Linked DNA regions of Mus musculus: all the other regions are linked to region 4. A link is a contact called in public HiChIP or PLAC-seq and promoter capture Hi-C data. All regions are on one chromosome and are shown on one strand. Each heading gives the region's core, a stretch centred on a gene start, on an enhancer-like site or on the middle of the called end of the contact. The rest is flanking DNA. Distances are from core to core; before and after follow the strand shown.

Region 1 (5,837 bases), core at 690-3,189, 480 kb before region 4:
TTCCCTAACCCTGGGCCCTCTGGGAGAACAGCAAGTATTCTTGACCATTTTGCCACGTATCCAGCCCCATGGGGTATTTTGCTCCTACAATACCCCAGTAAAACAGCTGAGGGGAGGAATGGACTTATTTTAGTTCATGGTTTCATCATGCTGGGAAGGGCAGGGCCAAGCAGATTAGCTCATCGTCCTAGACAGGAAACAAAGTGGGCCAAGGCATGGTATAGCCTTCTAGGACACACTCCCAGTGACACTTCCTCCAACAGTCCCTGTCTCCCATAGTTCCAGTCCCCTTGTGACAGAACAACAGATTTTTGTACCCATTGATGGGTTGGATCATTGAGTAACTCGGAGCCCTAATGAGCTCATTGTCTCTGGAAACACCATCTGTGCTCAGATCCACCTCAAGGTGTGAGTTGACAACACCCTGAACATCTCTAATCAAGGCGACCATCCAGGTCAACCATCACAAAGTGGGTCAGATCCCAGAACACATGATTCTGAGACAGAAACTCACAAACACATTCTTCTGTGTCTGCCTGTCTCCTGTGAGAGGTACTCAGGCCACCCCTCTGAGGTAGCCAGTGGCAACACATGGCCACCAACTGCAGCTGGACGCACTTTTGCAGGAGGGACACTGACTGAATCACCAGCATGAGAGAGCATGCACTAGGCTGCGCTCCTTCCAAAGCAGACAGAGAGGGAGGGTTTGTGTGCAGGACATCAACTTAGGGGTGACCCTGTGGGAAATGGAGGGGCACGGAGAGACGCCAGGAAGGAGAAAGCTGTGTAAAAACATCTTCTGAATCTGAGATGGCCAGGGATGCTAGGAGCTGCCTAGCAACAGGACCTAGCAGGGAGGGAGTTAAACCATCTGAGAAATGTGGGCCAAGGGACTTACAGGAGGATGGTTTCTGCACTAGGATTTCCATAGAGCCTCTGTCCCCAGTGATTCTTTGCTGCACCCTGTGAGTGCCCCTAGGGATCATGAGCTGCAGCTGCTGGGATGCTCAGACAGGAAGTGAGGGACACCACAGCACAGCTCAGAGCCTGAGCAGAACAGAGCCCGGTCATGTCGGTGTTGGCTGCTTCAAGCAGGTGAGGCCAAATACCTGGGCCAAGTCCCTTTCAGGTTCTTGTCACCACCCCATGCATTTATTTCCTGGTGGCCTCTGTGGCTTTCTTCTCCTCGGGAGCTTTTCAGTGTTGGCTTCTGCTGCGGCTGTTGGCTCTTCTGAGACTCAAGTCCGAATTTTCCAGCCCACTTTCCAAAACGGATGGGTGGTTCCCCTCACCTGTGTGGAGCATCAGTGACCGATCTGCTAACCTGTGGGTCGAACTTCCCTTGGAAGGCTCAAGATGCCCGTTTTGACCTCTGGCAAACGTGATCTTAGAAACCGAATGGATCAGGGCACTCCTACTCATGGTCCCAGAGAGACAGAAGGCCTTTGCCGAGGGGGCAACTCTTGGGGAGGAGGACAGGGGTCACTAGACCTTAGCAGGTCCATGTCCTGAGCATGGTTTCTCCGTTGGAAGAGAGGCCAGGGTGAGGGGACTCAGTCTGTCTCTGACTCAGGCATGACGATTCCCACGTGGCTAGGAGCTGGAAAAACACTGGTATCATCAGACCAGATGAATTTCATCCCGGTGATGAAACAGAACTCAGACCCCAGGAAGCAGATGAATGCAAAGACTTTGATTCTCTCTCTCTCTCTCTCTCTTTTCTCCCTTCCCTCCTACTCTCTGTGTTTCTTTGCCTTTCTCTTCTTTTCTTCCTAGATCCTCGTTGGTTTTTCAAGGCCAAGATGCAGAAGAAGAAAGTGAGTGTGGACATCACACAGCCACAGGATTCCTGACATCCTTTGCCCAGTCACCAACTTCCCAGGGTAGCAACCCCGGGCCACAGAGGTTACACAGGCAATTATTATCAGTGAGTTTACTCACCTCTGCCAATAGAAAGCAAACAGGGAGGCTGGGATGAGACCCGGAAGCGTTGGGAATGAGGTGGGTGGGAGAAAGCGAAATCTGGGAGGGGCGGCAGCGCCTATGAGGGTGAAAGGTCACGGGTGGGGTTGCCGGTGTCGACAGCGTGCTTTCTGTAAGTCATCACTCAAGTTGAGCAATGTGGAGGAATTGATCTCAGTGTTAGCCATGCAATCAAAGTGTGTGGTCCAAGAAGGCAGAGCGCTCCCTCTGGACTCAATTAGAGGCACCCACGGGAATGACAAAAGACACCATCTGCTCAGTCTTTTAAGATGGAGCTCAACCTGCTGTGTGCCCCAGGCACAGGCAGGGGCTCCAGTGAAGCTGGCTTTCCTGGCTCTTTTACAGGAGATGTACAGTTTTGGGAGGGACAGGCTTCAAATGTGCGTGATTACAAAAGACTGTTGAGCCACTTCTGGGATAAGTGTGGCGTGAGATCGTGAAAGGAAGTGACACTCAGTTGCTGTCGTTAGAGCCAGGTTTATTTGAGGAGCAGTGGGGATAGATTTCCAGATGAAGCAGCTGTGCAAGGCCCCTGTGACCCGACTCCTGAGCAGCTCATGGGTGGATGAAAATAGCAGCTTGTCTATGAGAGCCAGAAGTTTAAAGCGAGATGTGTGGGGTCCAAGGGGTGTTACAACCAAATCTGGGTGCTCAAGTGAGGGAAAAGTGTCAAAAAGCGATGGAAAGGGACTTGGACTTTGTCCTAGGGGTCTGAGAGCTCTGACAGACCCAGAGGGTGGTGTGTGTGTGTGTGTGTGTACAGGGTTGTCTGTGTGCACACATGCATGCATGTGTGTGTGTGTGTGTGAAAGAGAGAGAGAGAGAGAGAGAGGGAGAGAGAGAGAGTCAGGGCTCTCTATAGAAACAGAACCAATTGTATGTGTGTGTGCATGTGTATGTACATATACATATACATACACATACACATACACATACACATACACATACACATACATATACACATACATATACATACATATACATACATATACATATGGAGGCTTATTGAAAGGAATTGGCTCATGACTGTAAAGGCCAACAAGTCTGAAATCTGTAGATGGGTCACCAGGCTGAAGACCTGGTTCAAAAGCTTCCTGCGACAGCATTCTGTCTTGCCCAGGGACCCTGGTGTTTTGTTCTATTGGGGCCGTCAGCTGATGGGACAAGTTCCACCCACATTACAGAGGGCAATGTGCTCTATTCAGAGCCTGCTGATTCCAAAGCTACTCACATTCAGGCTAACCTCACAGACACATCTCGGGTAATAGCAGACCACATAGCTGGGCGCCAACGCCTAGTCAAGTTGACCAGGACACTTAACATCAGAATGTTATCAGTGGAATGTGTCACATGATCAGAACTGCGTTTCTGGGACCTCATGGCTATGGTGGGAAGAATGTGTTGGTACAGGGCCATGTGGAGAAGTGGAGAAAGGAGTGGCCCCCAGGAGGGGTCGGGTGTCTGGAGTGAGGATGAGAGATGGAGAAGGACATCCTACTCTGACTGCCTCTAACGGAAGCACTTGCTGAAGAAATAGGAGCAGAGTGAGGATGCTAGGGTACTCAAGATGCTAGGGTACTCAAGATGCTAGGATACCCAGGATACTAGGGCACCCAGGATGCTAGGGTACTCAAGATGCTAGGGTACCAGGGATGCTAGGGTACTCAAGATACTAGGGTACCCAGGATGCTAGGGCACCCAGGATGCTAGGGTACCAGGGATGCTAGGGTATTCAAGATACTAGGGTACCCAGGATGCTAGGGTACCTGGGATGCTAGGGTACTAGGGATGCTAGGGTACCCAGGATACTAGGGCACCCAGGATGCTAGGGAACTCAAGATGCTAGGGCACCCGGGATACTATGGTACCCAGGATACTAGGGCACCCAGGATGCTAGGGTACTCAAGATGCTAGGGTACCCAGGATGCTAGGGTACCCGGGATGCTAGGGTACCAGGAATGCTAGGAAACCCAGGATGTTAGGGCACCCGGGATCCTAGGGTACCAGGGATGCTAGGATACCCAGGATGCTAGGGCACCAGGGATGCTAGGGTACCCAGGATGCTAGGGTACCCAGGATGCTAGGGTACCCAGGATGCTAGGGTAACCAGGATGCTAGGGTACCCAGAATGCAAGGGCACCCAGGTTACTAGGATACCTAGAATGCTAGGGTACTAGGGATATAGGGCACCTGGGGTACTAGGGTACCCAGGGATCCTCCATTTTGTGGATGCAGGGATGGGTGCAGGGAAGATTGAGTGAGGAGTCCAGATTCCCAGTGACACAGGAAAGCTACCGGTGCTGGTAACTAACTAAGCACATTACTCCATCACTGCGTGGGCCCTGTCCCATTTCCATAATGACAGAAGCTCCTCACTGAGCTTCCTGTCTCTTGAGTGGCTGGTGCGTTGGTAGAATGAATCATTATCTCCTGGTTTCTTTCCAGGACTCAGAACCACACCCATCCTGGCAGATTCCACAGAGCGCCTCCTTTACTAACACCGTCCTCGGTGACTTCTCTCTTCCCTCAAGTCCCACAAACAGTGTTTATTATCTAATTCAACAAATGGCTTGTTCATTCCTTGATTGTGCTTTAATTTTTAAAGGCTCACATTGAAGTGTTCTTTATGGGCAATTGATTTCACATATTTTATTTAAAAGGTACAGCTTGCCAGGAGCAGTCAGACTCAGCCAGGCTGCAGGAATAAGAACGTCTGCTCTTAGGCAGCAAAGGTTTATCTCTTGTTCGAATCACAGGGGTGTCCTTCTTCAAGCTGCGGGCTGGAGCCCCAGGTCTCTTCAGCTTTCCATTTTGTTTTTTACAATCGCCTTGGTCCATTTGGTCTTCATGGCAGTCTAGAAAGAGAGAAGGAGGATTCTTTGTGAAAGGCTTCAAGAAGTAGTCACGCTAGAAGCTGGAATCGCTTTCTCCTACATCAAAGCTGGTATCGCTTTCTCTTACATCTGATTGGCTGGAATATGATCATGTGGCCTTGTCGAGTTGCAAAGGAGGCTGGGAAATAGATTTTATGGCTTATTTGTGAAGAGAAAGAAATGGGTATGGGTGAATCCCAGTGGCCGTGAGACTGGTTATTTTGCCAGTAAGAGTGTGGGGCCTCAGCAAGGAGAGATGAATGGTCCAAGATCACAGGGCTACGAAGGGGAGGTGTGTGGTCCAAGATCACAGGGCTACGAAGGGGAGTGTGTGGTGGGGTGGGGAGGGGCTTGGGATGGAATGTGAGCCTAGACAGTAGCATGCAGCAGAGTGTTCACATTAAAACATTAAAATGTAAACTGAGACAGGAGGAAGAACAGTGTTAGTTCATGCCCACTTGCATTGGTTACATGTTTATAAGCGTGCACCCATACACACACACACACACACACACACACACACACACACACTCACTCACACTCACACACTTTCACAGTTCATGTATATACATACACACACATTCTTAAAAGGTAAACTGGAGGAAACACACTAACTATCATCGGGTGGTCACTTGGACTACATCTGGCTGATATTTTCTTTCTATGTTTAATATTTTTTGAGTGTATGCCTGAGTGTGAATGTGTACATGGGCATATGTGCAAATGCATGCATGTGTGTGGGTACCAGACTCCAGCAGAGCATCTTTCTTGTCTGTTTGATTGTGAACCCAGCCAGTCCCAGCTTGAAACCATCTGTAACTCTGGGAAGGGGATCCTATACTTCTTCTGACCCCCTGGGCGCCTGCATGCATACAATGCACATATATACACACAGGCTCACACACATACACAGAAAGGCTTCAAATGTTGTCTCTCAGGACAAGTGAAGACAGCATCCTTATCGCTGATACTGATTCCTTC
Region 2 (5,715 bases), core at 11-2,510, 450 kb before region 4:
ATCGGGAGGCCAAGGTCACAGATAATCTCAAAGATGCTGCTTAGGACTAATAATTCCAAAACTTTTCATTACAGGAAGACAGGTCCCTTCTCAGAATATTCCCTGCGAGATTATTCCAGCATGCAGAGCTTCCCAGATTATAGGGAGAAAATACTGCAAACGCAGCAACAATTATGTGACACCCCCGCCCACTCCATCCACCCCCACACCTGAGAGCCACTCCACACAGACTCACTTGTATTCCCGAAGCAGATCACAGGCAGATTATAAATAAAACCTGCCAGGGGCACCGTGTCCGTGTCAAGTTTTATGGGCGACCACGCTTGGGGCTGAGTGAACCGTCCTGCTCAGTGTGATGCATCCTTGGGAATTCCAGTTTGGGGCGTGGCTGTTGCAGAGAAATGTGTGCTCTCAGAACACCACACCAACTTGAAGAAAGAAAGTCCAACAATATGTGGACTTGGGGTATCTTACATTTCACAGTCTATAAGGAGAAGCAGCAGCCACGCTGTGCACTGGACCTGAGGGACACATGGGACCCAGCGCCTATTTGATACTCACCCCACCCTCCTTGGCAAGAGGAAACTGAGGCTCACGTATAACCAAAGGCACAGTGCCTTCGTGGAACCCCAGGATCTGCATTCAAACAGCAAGTTTTCTGTGTAACCTGGAAAGCCCAGGGAACATAGCACACAGCACCTGAACATGTCACATGTCACCTTAGAACCCTGCTCTGAGCTTCTTCCTTATATGATGGTGTGTGACCAAGACCCCGAGCCTGCCCTGAACTCCAGCTTTAGTCTGCTGCCCCACCTTTCCCTTGGTACCAGACACCAGTCTTGTCCACAGTGACTACCCGTCACAGCAGGGCTGGGGAATATTCTGTCTAGTTGGTGTCCACTTGTTACCCAGGATAGGAACCTCCGCTGAGGGTCCTCTGCTTCAGGTCCTGCCTCCAGATTCCTGTCTTGGCTTCCTTCAGTGATGACTACCATTTGGAGCTGTAAGATGAAGAAAAACAAAACAAAACAAAACAAAACAAAACAAAACAAAACAGCCACTCCCCACACCCAACCCCAAGTTGCTTCTGGTCAGGGTTTTATCCAAGTAACAGGGAAGCCAAACCGAACAGGAGCTGCTGTCCCAGAAGGTGTCCGTGAACCCCAAAAGATCACCAGGAAGCCGACTCCGATGCAATCACACTAGGGTCTTTAGTTACAAGTGTGAGCTTGGGTTATATCACCCTCTCTGATGCAGCAGAACAGGAGGGTGCAGCCCTGAGCTCTCAGCGGGACAAGGCTTTATAGGAAATGACCAGCAAGAGGGAGGAGATCAGCCTAGCAAGTGTCTAATTTTATGACTATTGTAAGCCAACAGGTGGGTGCTCTGAAGCAAAACCGTGAACAATCACAAATGGTCTGTAAGTACATCTGAAACAATCAGACTAATCTCTGATTGACTCTTTCGAGGAAATAGCTAGGGAGTAACTCTGGGGTATGGGCCAAGGACAAAGCACAGGGTCTTTCCTGTGCTTGGTTACAGCTTGGGTTTAGCTGCAGGTCAATTTCTAGGGCTTTTTTTTTTTTTTTAAATTGAACTCAGGACCTCTGCTCACTCTGGTCCAAGGATTTATTTATTATATGTAAGTACACTAGCTGTCTTTAGACACACCAGAAGAGGGTGTCAGATCTCATTATGGATGGTTGTGAGCCACGATGTGGTTGCTGGGATTTGAACTCAGGACCTTTGGAAGAGCAATCAGTGCTCTTAATCACTAAGCCATCTCTCCAGCCCTTCAGGCTTTTTTCTTTTTTTTAAAGATAGAGTCCGGTCCCCAGATGGAGTAGGTTTGGCTTCTGTGAGCCATCTCCAGTAGCAGGGGTCAGAGACTGTGCTCACATGGAACTGCAGAAGAGGCACACTAAGAAACCCATCACCCTTGAAACCAGTCACCACATCTACAACGAAGACTGTGGCTGTGCAACTGAGAGAAGCCAAGAGTCCCTGAGCACCTGCGTGCCCACAGTTTCCATTTCCGAGTGCCACAGTTACCTGGTACTGGGATTCAAATATCCCACCCAAGGTCAGGCTCTTCCCACAGACGGGTGGAGGGTACCCTAGCCCTTCAGGGGAGCGCTGTGATTGGACAGTGTAAGACCCACTCCATTTACTTAGGGATGAGAGACACAAGACTCATTCAAGTTTGGAGGTGCAACATTGTATAGCTTTAGTTACAGACATGAGCTCCCAGCGGCAGCCCCTTCTGGCCTGTGTGGTCACTTCCTCCCTTTGTCAATGTATATGTGGACATTTCCAGGCTCCTCATTTCCCACGCCCACACCTTAGCCACACCCACTTCCAGGCTGGGCAATCACCACCCAACTGGTCACTGCTTTGAGTGAGCACTGCCCGACTGCTTTGCCTACCCCTTGCTGAGATCTCAGAAACAAGAAAGCTTCCTTGGTAGCCGGGTGCACCGCATCTGTCACAGCTCCAAGTTGACTTGTTTTGGCAACAGTCTGATAAAGTTTCTAAATATGGTGGAGGAGGGGGTTTCCATGGATCCAGTTGTATCTGGGATTGCAATACAGGAACTGGTTGCCTGAATGTTCAGCATGTGTAGAGAGGGCGTCTCCCCTTCTCTTTCTTGTGAAACTGCCACGACCACCACATATGTCCTGGATGAATCCAGGAAAGAGAGCCCGCATTGCCTTAGCTCTTCGGGAATGGCCTGTGTGGGCGTTTTTTCTGCTCTTTGTTTCCTGACCCGCTGTGGATCAGAGGGTAGGTAATATATCCTGGAGACAGTCTCAGCCCTCCCACACTGCCCAACGGACATGGACTTCGAGTCTGTTTAGAAATTATGTCACATTTGGAATTGCCTCAGAAGCATCTGCTGCGTGAGGACTTCCTGTCTCATCATGAGCTCATCTTCTCAGGCTATAAAATTGCAGGGGGGAAGAGTAAATCACATATCGTAAGACTTTGGAAATGCCTGAAGATGAAAATCGAGGTTTTGTTGTGAAAACTGCTTGAAATTGGAGCCCGGCAGACTGTGCCGTTTGCTGGCTGCGTGGCTGTCTTAAGGTTTCTAGTGCCGTGAAGAGACACCATGACCGTGGCAACTCTTATCAACGAGAGCATTTAATTGGGCCTGGCTCACAGTTTCTGAGATATATTCCAGTATCTTAACTGGTGCTGGCTTGGTGGTATGTAGGCAGACATGGTGCTGGAGAAAGGAGCTGAGAGTTCTATCCACATCTGGATCTGCAGGCAAGAGGAGCAACTGTGAGTCTATGTACACTGGGCGTGGCTTCAGCATATAAAGCCTCAGCCCTCAAAGCCCGCCCCCACAGTGACGCACTTCCCCCACCAAGGCCACACCCACTCCAGCAAGGCCACACCTCCCAATAGTACCATTTCCTGTGGGCCAAGCATTTAAGCATGTGAGTCTACGGGGTCGGTCCTATTCAAACCACCACAGTGGCCTTAGGGGAGTTACTCAACTTCTCTGGACCTTGTCATAAAATGGGAGGTGGAGGAAGATAAAGAATAGATTGCAGAAATGATCACAGTCCTCTACCTCAATTTAGACACTCCATATTTGTCATGGCCTTCACTGTCCTGCCTATCAAAAAGGGATACCCATTTCCCCTCCCTCTCAGAATCTGAGATTAGCTACTGCCCATCAATTGCTGGGTCAGCACATTTCCCCAGAAAGAATTTGTGCAGTGGACTGATTATCTAGCAGGGTTTTGAGACCTCCTGGGTGGAATGGGGCAGCTGCAGGTCACAATCTGAAGCCTGCTTTGAAACATAGAGGTATCCCTGGAATGAGACAGCAACAGTAAAGACTCATTGTATACTCTTGGCAAGCCACTTACATCGCAGGGAGTTGCCTAAGTACACACTTCGTGATGACCCTCTGAAGGTTTGTTTTGTCATTAGTTGTGGTGTGTGTGTGTGTGTGTGTGTGTGTGTGTGTGTGTGTGTGTACTTATGCCGTGGCATGCACATGGATTTCAGAGGACAGCTCTGGGGAGTCAGCTCTCTCTTTCTACTGTGCAGATTGAAGAAATTAAACTCAGGTCATGAGGCTTATCTGCTGAGCCATCTCTCCAGATCTTTATATATATTTTGGAGAGCTGAAAATTTGGATACGTATAAAATCCAATTCAATTTTTCTTTTATGTTTAGTGCTTTTTTTGTTTTTTGTTTTTGTTTTTTGCCTTACATTTTACCTATGAAGGCTCATCAAGAGTTATCTCCTGATCTCGTCTGAAGTTTTATGATCTTAGCTTTTAGTTCCATGATTCATTTAAAGTGAATTTATTTACACTCCAGATGGCTAAGGGTTGATTTTCTTGTCTTAGCTAATGAGTCGCTACACCACCTGTTGGTTTCGATCTTGTGATATGTATTGTAATAACTAATACTGGCCCCACAAGGCCCAGCTGCTCCTAGGAATGAGAGAATCTACCCGTAGAATGGGACCTTGCTTCCTAATTTAAAACTATTGGTTAAACAGAGATGCTGACAGCCAATAGCTGGACAGAAGGGGTATAGATGGGGTTCCTGGGCTTATGGTTGGAGGAGACCATGAGAGAGAGGAAAGTAGAGAGAGAAGAAGCCATGAGGTTAGAATCTTAAAATCATGGCTGTGAGGGCTGACCAATTGGAGTTAAGAGCAGCCCAGTTGGAACATAGTAAGAAATAACTCGGGATTATCTTTAGGAAAGTAGATTCTAATAGCATAGAAGGTAGATAGCTGACCAGCTTTAGTGCTGATAAAGGCTTATTATAAATCAAAGGTCGAGCACGTCTTTTAACTGGGAATTGCATAATCAAAGGCAGGGTAGAAGCCCTTGGTTGAGACTAAATATTTCTACAACCCCACTGTTTGAAAAGATGCCTTGTGGAACTGTACAGGGAGCTCTGTGGAAAACCAGGCGACTGTGTGGCCCTTTGTCACCTGCTCTTTAAACTGCAGGATGTGACCCGTTATGGGTATCCTGTAACTGAATGTGGGAGCTTCAAAGATACTGGCAACACTATGAAGCCTCTGACTACCCAAGGACCCCAAATGAATTCAAAACCAACCATGCAGTGAATCCCCGGCATTGCTGGCAGTGGGATACAGTGTGACCTCACTGCAGCCTTGGTCCTGAGCACACAACATGCACACTCTATACTGGGACTTCCATCACGCTGAGCAACGCCAGCGATCTCTGCTTGCAACGCCTTGGATCCTATCTGAGATTACTGCATGCTGGAAATCACATTGTTTACACAGCAGCAAAATGTTGGGCTCTTATGGGAAACTAATGGTTTAATCACAGAAACCAAAGACTTCCGAGATTTCCCTACCACTACAACTCTGCACAACAGCAACACATTAGTCTGCGTTTAGACTGTTTTGTGCTAGAATACTTGGTTTTAAAAATAACTCTCTGAGTCACTAACTTGAATTTTATTTAAAAAAAAATCAAAACAAACTTCAAATGTTTAGGATTAGGATAGAGTTTCCAGTGTGTCCTCAAATTATTCTTCTGCCATTTTGTACTAGGTGTTTATGGGAAGAGATGCTTTCAGTATCGATAATTATGAAAATAAAATCTGACTCATCGCTGAACGGTGCTGATGATCCTCTGCACCCCGCAGCACCAAATTTTCAGCCAAGATTTCATTCTTTATGTAAAAAAAAAAATCAATGAA
Region 3 (4,982 bases), core at 380-2,879, 500 kb before region 4:
GATATAGAGGTGCGGGTCCCACCTTCATTCTGGAAGCCGAGCCCCCTTGGCAATCTATATGACTCTCCCTCGACCCATGTGGTCCCTTACAGGCCACACCTGAGCAGCAGAGAAGGGTAGCCCTAATGTCACTCTAAGACACCCTGAAATTCTTGTCCAGCCAGTCACTGTGTTAGCAGAAGTCAGACGGTCCAGTTATTCTGGGTTTGATCCCGTTTGCTTGGAGCAGCATCCTTACACAGGCTCAGTCAATCCATCTTTTCATTTTTTTAAAGGTGACACAGCCCGCCTCCCATGAAGTTATGGGAGTCCCTTGGCAATGTAAGAAGGACTTGGTGAAGTTGTGACCTTCTCCAGACTCAGTTTCCCCATCTGTGCTGGGGGCCTTGCAGGGTGTGATTACAGGGGATTTTTCTTTCCCCCCTAACACATCAAGCGGCAGTGCGCAAGTTCAGGATAGAGCTGTCATGGACTCCTAGGGTCCACTGCCAGGCAAGCACAGGAGTTTTTCCACTTTTAATATTTTCTCCAGCCCCCCTTTCCTGCCTGCCCCTGCCCCGATCCAAGCGGAGGAAAACAGCAAACTCCGCTCCCGAGTCTCACAACTGTGGGGGTGTTCCCAACACCCACACTGCTGTTAGGGCACAGCGGGGGACCAGATTCTCTACAAGCCCTTCTCTGACACAGAAGGGCCAGGAGTTGTGTCTGGCATGGCACCACACCCACACTCGGCAGAGCTCCTGCTTCCTGTGGAGGGCTGGAGAGAGCCACAGGCAGCCTGTGACTCAGGAAGGCGCATTCTAACCTGCCTAACCCGCGAGCATCACTGCTGCACCCAACACAGAGGCCACGGAGCTACCAACCAGCAACCTGGGTAACGCAAATTGCACACGTGGCGCGCCGCGCCGCCGTGGGGAGATCGCATTTCTGTCTGCATTAAAAGGAGCCGCCGAGTCTTCTTTGTGGCCCTGGTCCCGAGATATAAAATCTTCGCCAACTATGTTACCCATGGGGTAAAAGCGGAGCTGCGATTTGAACCCAAGACAACACACCAAGCTCACCCATAAGCACTACCTTGATGGAAGAACAGGGCAGGGGACACTAAGTATTTGTGGATTAAAGCTGCCACCACTGGCCCAGATGAGGCGCAACAGACAAAGTCTCCTTTCTGTATTAATCTCCGCCAAACACTTTGCAGACAGAGAAAACAAGGCCTAGAGACGTGACAGCGACTCTCCGGGGGTCACAAAATACCATCAGTGGCTCAGTGAATAAAAAGCCGGACTCTGGACACCTGTCCTGCTGCCTGGCGCTCACTCCTTTAGCCCATGGTGTCTACATGAAACCTATAAAACTCAAACCACTGGTCGCTCACAGGGAAAAGATGAGCTGGAACAGGCAAGGCAAACCCCCTGCCTGTAAGCATCTGTAATCCTTCCTCGCTTCATTTCTCAGACCTAGGGGAGGAAGGAATCTTCCTCCAGTTCCCCGAGACTCAATTTCAGCTGGGATAGTTGCGCTCTCCATTAACGAGCCCATGCCGGAAACTCACCTTTTCTCAAGCGAGCCGGTTCTGTGTTGTAGGGAGTCCCTCGGTCCAGGTTCAGCGGCTGCCTGACACGCCTTCCCAACAGCCCTACTATCCACTCCCCTGAGGAGCGAAGCTGGAGTGGCACGGGGAACAGCTCATCTTTCAAGGGCTGGCCGGTGATGTCATCACTCTCCTGGGCACCTCCCCCCTCCACCTCTAGTCCAGATCAGCTCCAGGCTCCCTCCGGGATCAGCAGCAGTTCTTAGCGGTGGTGCTTTTGGACCTCCTAGCTGCGGAGGCCAAATCAGGATGGCCACAGGTTGTCCCCCGTGGGTGCAGACCATGGTCGGGTCCCGGAGCCTAGGCTGGTAAATGTTTCCCCTGCAGCTCGAACAGCCACGGAGACCACGTGAATGCCTGTGTTTAACACAACACTGTTTACCGTGACAGGGTCTCCTGAAGTGATTGTTTTGCTCCTGAGTTTTAGGTGCAAACAGTGGGCATTTACAGAGGATGTAAATAGAAGGCAGCCAGTTGGGATGGAGGGTTTCTGAACGTGTTTTTTATTTTGCTTTGGCCGTGCACAACTCCCAGGGGTGCTGAGGCAGAAACTAGGATACAACTCAGACAAGGGACACACTGCTGGCCAAGTCCTTGAGTGAGCTGTGTGCTGGCCCCTGCCAGATACGGGACTTCCTCTGGGGAATTTAGAAGCAGTTTCTTCCTCTCCTTCTAAGCTCTGTCTTTTTTCATTTTCTTTGAAGATCTGCTAAAGACCCATTGCGCTTTCCTCTCCAGATGAGAGGAGGATGCAGGGAAGATCAGAGACCAGTCCAGAGAGAGCCTAGGGTTCCAGGAATGCACACAGACAGAGCTCCAGCAGCTGTCCCCCTGTCCCTGACCAAATAGGGATGGGGCAGCGGCAGAGGTCGTGAATCCAACCCTGTCTTGGCTTCAGACTGACTGAAATGAGTCAAAGCTCTTGTGACCTGAGTGTCCCATTGCCCCATCTGCACCTCTGGCCTGTCTGACCACAGGGAGCTTCCGAGGCATGGGACCTCTGGTCCACTTGGGTGAGTGAGCCTGTGATCTGGCTAAGATGATGCTGTGTGCCTACCCACTCGTGCAGGGGAAACCACCACAGCCCTGAAGGGTCACAAGGGAAGGGTCCTTCATGAGCTTTGCAGAGCAGACAGAAGCTGAGTGGTGATTCACAGAAACCAAGGCTGCAGGGTCTAGAGTCAGAGGTCTGCTTAGCTCTCCATATTGGGAAGCAGACTCAAAACCAAGAACAATGCCCCCCCTCCCCCAAAGCCCCACTATCTTGCCCTCATTCTGTAGAGTGCTGGTTGGTCTGGAGTGACAGACTCCGTTCACGTTCCAAACTCTTTTCTTGCTGGGTTTTCTGATGGGAAGCACTTGACCTTTTCACCTCGAAGCCAGATCCTCAGCAGCTCGGAAGAGTCCTATACCACGAGAACATCAGAGTTGATAATTCCCAGGTTAGCTAGCCCCATCTGTCACCCCGACAGAAGCTGCCCCTACTGGTCTGACTTGCTGTCGTGAACGCTAGTGTGGCACTGGAAGAAGTCTTCTCTTGTAAGTCACCTGGAGTTATGTTGTTGTGTCCAGCTGTCAGACGAATCTAGAAAACTTATAGACACCCACACCCCTGTTTATTGACACTAATAATGAACTGTTCCTCCAGCTAGCCACCTATGTCTTTATGCCACTCCCTGCCTCCTTCCTCTCTTCCTCCTCCTCTCCCTCCTTCCTCCCCACTTCTCTCTCCTCTCTCCTTTCTCCACTGTCACCCTCTCCTTTCTCTCTTACACCCACTGGTTCATCTAGCCACCTGTTCATCTCAGGCATTCATAGGCAGCAGAAAAGGAGGGATGGGCGTACGTCCGGCCAGTCCCTGAGGGCAGAGCAGGCTGTGCAGTCATTTCAAAGCGCTCCTCCTTACGAGCTGGTAACTGGTCCTCTCTGGCTTTGTCTGCTTTTCTCGCCTTGCTTTTGCTCTGAGCAAATCTGGCTCAGCTCTTTCTGAAAGCTCTCTGAGGTGGCTGCCTCTGACGTCCTCTGCACTGTGTGTGCTTGTGCGGGGGCTGCAGAGGGAAGCTCAGTCTGGGCAGGGCTCCAGCCTTCAGCCCTCCACTATATTCAGAGAGGGCAATGGAGGGGGCCAGGTGTTCCTGTGACACTCCTGTAGCCTCCTCACCTAGCTGGGGTCCTTCACACAACATACAAAGGTTCCCCTGTGCCCCACTCTCCTCTAGTACAGTTTCCAGCCACCTCAGTCCTCTGTGCCTTAGCCCCAAGATGCCCTCTCAGCTCCCAAGTGTGTCAGGATCACATCCAACTGTGGGCTTTTGCACTGGCTGTGATCTCTGCCCTGGATGGTAGTCCCTGGTTTCTGGAAGGCTGTTTGGGGACATCCAATATGTTTGTCCAGGTACCATGTCCCGTGTGTGTCCACCAACTCCTGCATCTCCTGCACCAGCCATGGGGTTTTTCTTGGTGGGCTAAGATCCACAAGCAGGGAGCCCCATCTTTTACTGCTATTTATCACCCATGCCAAGTGGGCACCCCATAACTGGAATGAAGAAGGGAAGAGTCCCCCCACCCAACCTAACTGTGTGAAGGAGAGGCCAAGTAAAACAGAACCGCATAGAGCAGGATACCAATACATTTGTGAACGTCCACCTCTCTGCTGCAATGTTCCAGAACATTCTCTGTGTTGGTGGGAAAGAAAGACGTCCCCAAAGCTTCAAGAACTGGCCTGTGATTTTGTCCAGAAATCAATGGTTGGTTTTGACCAGAAAGCTGTGACTGGATATCTATCTATCTATCTATCTATCTATCTATCTATCTATCTATCTATCTATCTATCTATCTATCCATCTCTTCTACCTGTCTGTCCATCTACATATCTACATATATGTACACATATCTTCTACTTAGCTGTCTATCTACATATGTACATGTATTGAAAGAATTTATTAAATCAGCTTATGTTGAAATAGTAAGAACAGCTCTCTCACACACTTGAGAGCCTGAGAACTGAGTAGTTTTTGCTCCTTAAGACCGGGCACCTTAGCAGTTCCAATCTGGTACTGAAAACCCAGATGGTTCTTGAAGAGCCTCTGGACTCAGTCTACTATGGAAGCCTGGAAATTCTATTCTGGGTCTGATATCATTGAAGGAATCAGCAGCAACAGGGTAAATTATCCCAGAGGCACGAGGGAGGCCAATCAAGAAGAGGGTCTTCTCTGCCCATGTCCCCCTACACTCCTCTTTTAATCTGGACTGCCCAGTAGTTGCTACCCATTTGGGGGGAGTTTCTTCCCACATTAATTAAGGCAATTGGGACCAACTCTCCACTGAGGTTCTCGACTCTGGTGATTCTAATTTGTGGCAAGTTGCATCAGACCCACACATCTGTGTCGGA
Region 4 (4,997 bases), core at 1,758-4,257:
TTTTATCTCAAAGGTGAGGTGTGATGACTTATTCTGGAGCTAAATATGAGGGACCATGGTCCAGGGGCACAGAGTCAGGTGACTCCAAATTCTATGTCCAATGCAGTGACAGCTTAATGTTCTTATAGAAGCCAAACAAGGGAACTCATAAATTATGGTGCCTTTAAAATAAAGTGATGGAAACACTGGGTAGGTCAGCTAAGGCAAAGAGACATCCCTGAGACCTCAGACACCACAGTATGGTGGGGAGCAGGTTGAGGATGAGTAGTGAGTCTGTCACAGGGACGGAGCTTTGTCCCGTTTGTCCCCTCTCTCATCACTCGAAAGCCAGGTCTCCGGAGATGAGCACTGGAAGGAGGAACCAGGTTTATTCAAGGCTAGGCCCCTGCGACGGTGGCAGGCCTATCCAAATCCTGGTTCTCAAACCAGGGGCCTTTACATGATAAATGTCCCTCACAGGCTCCAGTATTTGGATGCTTAGTCCCCAGCTGGTGGCACTGTTTGGAGAGGTTTAGAAGGCGTGGCCTTGCTGGAGGAAACATGTTACTAGGAGATGGACTTTGAGAGGAAAGAGCCTCGTCTACTTCCGGTCTGCTCTCTCTGTTCCATACTTAAGTTTGAAGATGCCGAGCTCTCCATTTCCTGTCCTCCTGCCGTGCCTGCCACTTCCTGCCATGACCACCCCCCCCACACACACACCCAATGATGGACTGTTCCCCATTCTAAAGCCACTAGCCCAGATAAGACCTTCCGTCTGTAAGTTGCCTTGGTCATGAGGTTTTATGACAGCCGCAGGAAAGCAACTAGTACCACTACCCCCAAAGATCTATCTTGGGGAAGTCAGGTTTATAAAGAGGGAAGAGAGTGTAAGAGACGATGAGCAGAAACCTATGTGCTCAGTGGTGTCCCCTTTTCCCTCACTCTGGCCTAACAGCACAACTGACCTTCAGCTCCTGTGGCTGGTTCCAGCTCTGAGTCTGGATTCACCAGGAGAGTCCTGGGGAGAGAAATGACACAGGTCTGAGCTCTGGGTACTAGGGGCAACTCTGCCACAAGAGGTCAGGCAAACAGGAGAAAGGTGTCACTTTTCACCAAGTTAGACTTCACGGAAGTTGATGTCATTTGTGTTGGTCATTGCACAGACTGAGGACTAAGGGTGGTCACCACACATTCTGACGCTGCTTTGTGAGGGTCACAAGATGCTCCGGGGTTGTGGATCACAACAGTATTAAGGAGCTAAGGAAGGGAGACAGCTTTGCAAAGGACAAGTCTCAAAAGCGCAGCTGCTGTGGCATGCACACTTTCTTCAGAAGTCACAGTGCTGTCCAGTGCTTGACACTTGCATGGCAGAGGACAGAGACAGGACCCTGTGGCTCCAGACAGGCAGGAGGAGATTGCTGACTGCACAGCCTTGGGTTGGGGGGCATTGACCAATCCCTGAAGCTGCTTTCTCTCTCCCTTCGGGAGTGAATAAACAGTCAGGGAGGCTGGGTAGAGCTTTCCTGCCCCTGGGGGAAAGTGTGTGTGAAAATAAGGCTATCTACAACAAGCTTAAATATCACCTGGAGCAGAGATGGAGACAGCTAGAAAGATGTCTGCCTCTGCAGTTAAGAGCCTTGCTCTTCCAGAAGATCTGAGATCAACTTCCAGCACCCACATAGCATCTGTTATGTTAGCTTCTGTTACACAGAAGTATCTGTAACCCCAGTTCCAGGGGATGCGACACCCGCTCCAGCCGCCAGGCACACATGCAAGAAAAACACCCATACTTATGTAAAATGAAATAAAAATTATTGTTTCTAAAAAGGCCCTGTGACCAGACCACACAGGTCCGTTGGAGCCATCAGAGAGGCAATGGGACCAGGATTGTACCAATCGGGAAGACTACAGTGTATACACACACACACACACACACACACACACACACACACACACACACACACAGAGGCGGGTAATCTGGATGGACGAGGGCAGTGTGTGAAAAAGAGCAGAACCATTAAGATTGCACAATCCTGCCCGGCTTCTTACTCAGCCGCCTGTCTGGAGCCTGAACCCGGCTCTGCCTGTTGGGGGCGCTGTGACTTGTGTGATTGACATCAGAGTGGATGGTGTGAGCCCTGTGGGGCTGCATTGGGGTTTATTTGGCATACAGCCGCGTGAGCAGGATGCTATTACAGCGGTATAATTGGTTTCTCAAAGGTGATTTACTCCTCTTGTTAGCAGACTGGAGTGGTTGAGGATTTCAATCTACTAACATTTAGATTGCCTCAGGAGGGAGGCCAGCGAGTCCTGCCTGCAACACATTTTAAATGCCCTGCAGCCAGCTTCCCCGCTGCAGATTCTGGGCGGAATGCTAATGGGTCCCGATTCCATCCCAATGACCTTAGCTGGGGTAGCAGAAGCTAGACCTTGTCCTCCACCTCAGAGAAAATGGGGGTATAGCTCTCTGCAAGGTGAGCATGACCTGTTTACTCGTGTACCCTGGAATCAATCCTGCAGCCCAGCACACAAGTGACCCTTGAGATTGGACGGTAGGTTAGCCGGTGCGTGCGCGCATGCGCGCTCGCCCCTTCACTTACCCACCCACTTGCCACAATGGAATTGTAAAACCCTTTGGGGTAGGTGGGAAATGAGAAAAGGCAGAGAGAAGACAAAGGAAACAATCTGTGACTCAAGGCGTCTGTGTTCTGGGGCTGTGTGATCTGTAAACTAGCACTGATGAGACAGGAGTAGATGAGCTGGAAGCATCGATGAGAAAGATCAGAAAGCGCCAAGCGGCAGACCATGCCAGAACAAAACCAGATCCACTGGGGTCCTCGACGGTCCCTGCACAGGCCTGACACGCCCGCTACCCCATAGATGCAAAGCGGTGCTGGGTCAGCTGGTTCTGAAAAGTTTCTACTGAGGGAATTCCTAGCGTTTCAAAATTTGAAAGTAGGGTCGGAGATACAGCTCTGCTGGTAGTGCCTGGCTAGCCTGTTCTATCCCCATCGCTGGGTGTGGTGGCACACCCTGAAATCCCAGTCCTAGGGAGGTTGAAGCAAGATTAGAAATTCAAGATCACTCCCAAGTGTGTAGGAAACTTGGCACCAGCTTGGAGTACATGAAGCCACCAGGGGTGGTTGGGAGCCTTAAAGTTCTAAAGAGGAGTTTGCATTCTAGAATAGGGCAGGCCTTGTCCATGGGACACTGTCCTTGTTCCTCTGGAGTGAAGCCACACCTGAGCTTGTTGGCTGGAATCTAACATGGACTGTCCCCTGTTCCCAGGGTACCTAAGAGCCAAAAACAGGTATAGATGCTTCAGATCAAGTTCATAGCTCTGGCCTTGGCCTAACTCAGGCTCTGAGCAGAGTCGCCCCTGTCATGGCAGAAAAGTAACTTTTTGTTCAATCTGATTTTAAATTACCCAGTGTATAAAATTGGGGTTGATCAAATTCCTAGACTTGGGAACTATAAATGGGTTCCTGGGGGTTGAGAGACAAATTCCATTTTGTGGGTGGGGCTAGAGCATCTGCTGGAGGCCAGTCTCCAGAAGCTAGTGAGGGACTCTGTGCAGGAAGAAACAGCTCTGGGCCCGGAAGAACCAGACAAGAGCCTGGCAGAAAAGGATGGGATCAAAGGCATGGGGCTGTGCCTGGCTTTTACATGGGTTGGGGCGGGGGAGGTCCAAACTTATGTCCTCACACTTGAAAATGACTAGGCCTGAACACAGCCCAAGGAACAGGCTTTCTGGACATTCCAGTTCTCTGTCCTTTAACCTCCAGCAAGTCTACACGTTCAAGAGGATTTTTGGTTTTGTTTGTTTGTTTCTGAGACATGATTTCTCTATATATACATTAAGCTATTTTTGTAACTCATAATCCTCCTGCCTCCACTTCCTGGATGTTGAAATTACAGGGCTATACCACCATGGCCAGATAAAAATGGTCTTTAAAGTTCTATTCGGGACCACAAGTAGGAGTTAGTTAAGTTCTGGGGAGTTCCTGTCTAGCCTCCATCCCGGAAGGACCGTGTTCACATCGTCAAGGTCACATGGAGTGACAGGGGTGGTTAGTGGCAAAGACCACTGAAGACTCCTCAGAGAGCCCCTGGTAGTGGCTGGCAGATGATAAGAACAGAGGAGACGGCTCCCTAGCTGTTCTGGTTCCTGAGGTGGCGACACCTTGGGAACATGCTGCTATGTGCTGCTGAAACAAAATGCCCGATAGACAAGGGACCAGCGGTCTAATTCATGTCCTTGCATTTGGCTGCCCCTGGCTGCCATGTGCGTCCCAATAGGTGACTTCATCCTGCCCAGGACAAGGATGGTGGAGTTCGTGCCATCTCTACACTACTCCAGAGAAAGCTAACATCCAAGGTCTCCTTGGCTGGGCCTCCCAGAGGCTCCAAGGGAAGACTCAACAGCCATATTTGCTTTCTTAATAGCCTTGAACCCCTACTGCCCTCTGCCAACCTTGGCGGCAGAAGAAAACTCAGAACATAGGAGTGAGGTCCCTGATGGACCTCTTGGCCTTCCTCCTTTCTCCAGTTCTCAGACCCTGATGCTTTCTCTCTTTTCCTTCTCAGATTCCCACTCCCTGACCCCCATCACCCTGGTGGCCTGTCCTCTCCCGCACTGCCCACCAGGATACTTAGGAGCCTCCAGGCTTTTAGCCATGATTTGTTAAGGAAATAGACAGAGGAGTCTCAATCCTCACAAACTCCTCTAAGCTTTCAAAGCCAGGGCTTCCTCTGCCTCTCTGCCTTGGGCACTAAGCCTTCTGGGTCCCCTGGAGCAAAAGGCTAGAAGGAAGTAAATGTGCAGAGGGAAAAATGGAGATGCTTTGACTGCCGTTTACAAAAGATTATTCTTGGGAATGCTTGTGATAGTCATGGCCCTGGGAGTAAGGGTGAACTCCCCAGAGCCTGCAGAGAAACTTCAAACAACGAGCATTCACGATCTTCAGCCCCAGAGAGAGCAGCTCAGAAAAGCCAAAGTCCTGTCTGAAGCCGAGTCC

The links. Promoter capture Hi-C pulls out the DNA fragments that hold promoters and counts their contacts. HiChIP or PLAC-seq counts read pairs in DNA pulled down with a chosen protein or histone mark.
Region 1: an H3K27ac HiChIP or PLAC-seq map of embryonic stem cells shows a contact between it and region 4, with 2.8 times the contacts expected there. The contact joins two enhancer-like sites. A contact is called at or near these places in 2 of 115 datasets of contacts at active chromatin or transcription factors (embryonic stem cells and stem cell-derived neural progenitor cells).
Region 2: a contact with region 4 is called in an H3K4me3 HiChIP or PLAC-seq map of embryonic stem cells, with 17 read pairs. The contact joins the promoter of AU015791 here to the enhancer-like site in region 4. A contact is called at or near these places in 1 of 15 datasets of contacts at CTCF or cohesin (embryonic stem cells), 6 of 484 Hi-C or Micro-C datasets (embryonic stem cells and stem cell-derived neural progenitor cells) and 2 of 115 datasets of contacts at active chromatin or transcription factors (embryonic stem cells and stem cell-derived neural progenitor cells).
Region 3: a contact with region 4 is called in a promoter capture Hi-C map of embryonic stem cells, with 2.4 times the contacts expected there. The contact joins the promoter of Bdkrb2 here to the enhancer-like site in region 4. A contact is called at or near these places in 7 of 39 promoter capture datasets (HPC-7-derived erythroid cells, cranial neural crest, embryonic stem cells and 3 more) and 3 of 115 datasets of contacts at active chromatin or transcription factors (embryonic forebrain, embryonic stem cells and stem cell-derived neural progenitor cells).

Annotation. Positions count from the first base shown.
Region 1 is chr12:105,542,498-105,548,334 of GRCm38.p6, reverse strand. No RefSeq gene overlaps it. Among named protein-coding and RNA genes, the nearest start is that of Bdkrb2, 18 kb to the left of the region's middle. Within about 2 kb of position 1,939, at least 42 of the 459 cell types and tissues checked have an H3K27ac peak or open chromatin away from gene starts, as enhancers often do. A contact at or near this core is called in embryonic stem cells, where this site is marked.
Region 2 is chr12:105,508,978-105,514,692 of GRCm38.p6, reverse strand. It overlaps AU015791 (expressed sequence AU015791), which reads right to left and starts at 1,260. Exons shown (of 5, transcript NR_102381.1): 1 at 1,126-1,260; 2 at 922-1,001; 3 at 562-667; 4 at 236-388. Gm40565 (a long non-coding RNA gene) reads left to right here. Exons shown (of 3, transcript XR_872958.2): 3 at 75-281.
Region 3 is chr12:105,559,819-105,564,800 of GRCm38.p6, reverse strand. It overlaps Bdkrb2 (bradykinin receptor, beta 2), which reads right to left and starts at 1,629. Exons shown (of 3, transcript NM_009747.2): 1 at 1,553-1,629.
Region 4 is chr12:105,061,046-105,066,042 of GRCm38.p6, reverse strand. The region is part of intron 2 of Gm31829 (a long non-coding RNA gene); the gene reads left to right. Among named protein-coding and RNA genes, the nearest start is that of Gm31884, 16 kb to the right of the region's middle. Within about 2 kb of position 3,007, at least 8 of the 459 cell types and tissues checked have an H3K27ac peak or open chromatin away from gene starts, as enhancers often do. A contact at or near this core is called in embryonic stem cells, where this site is marked.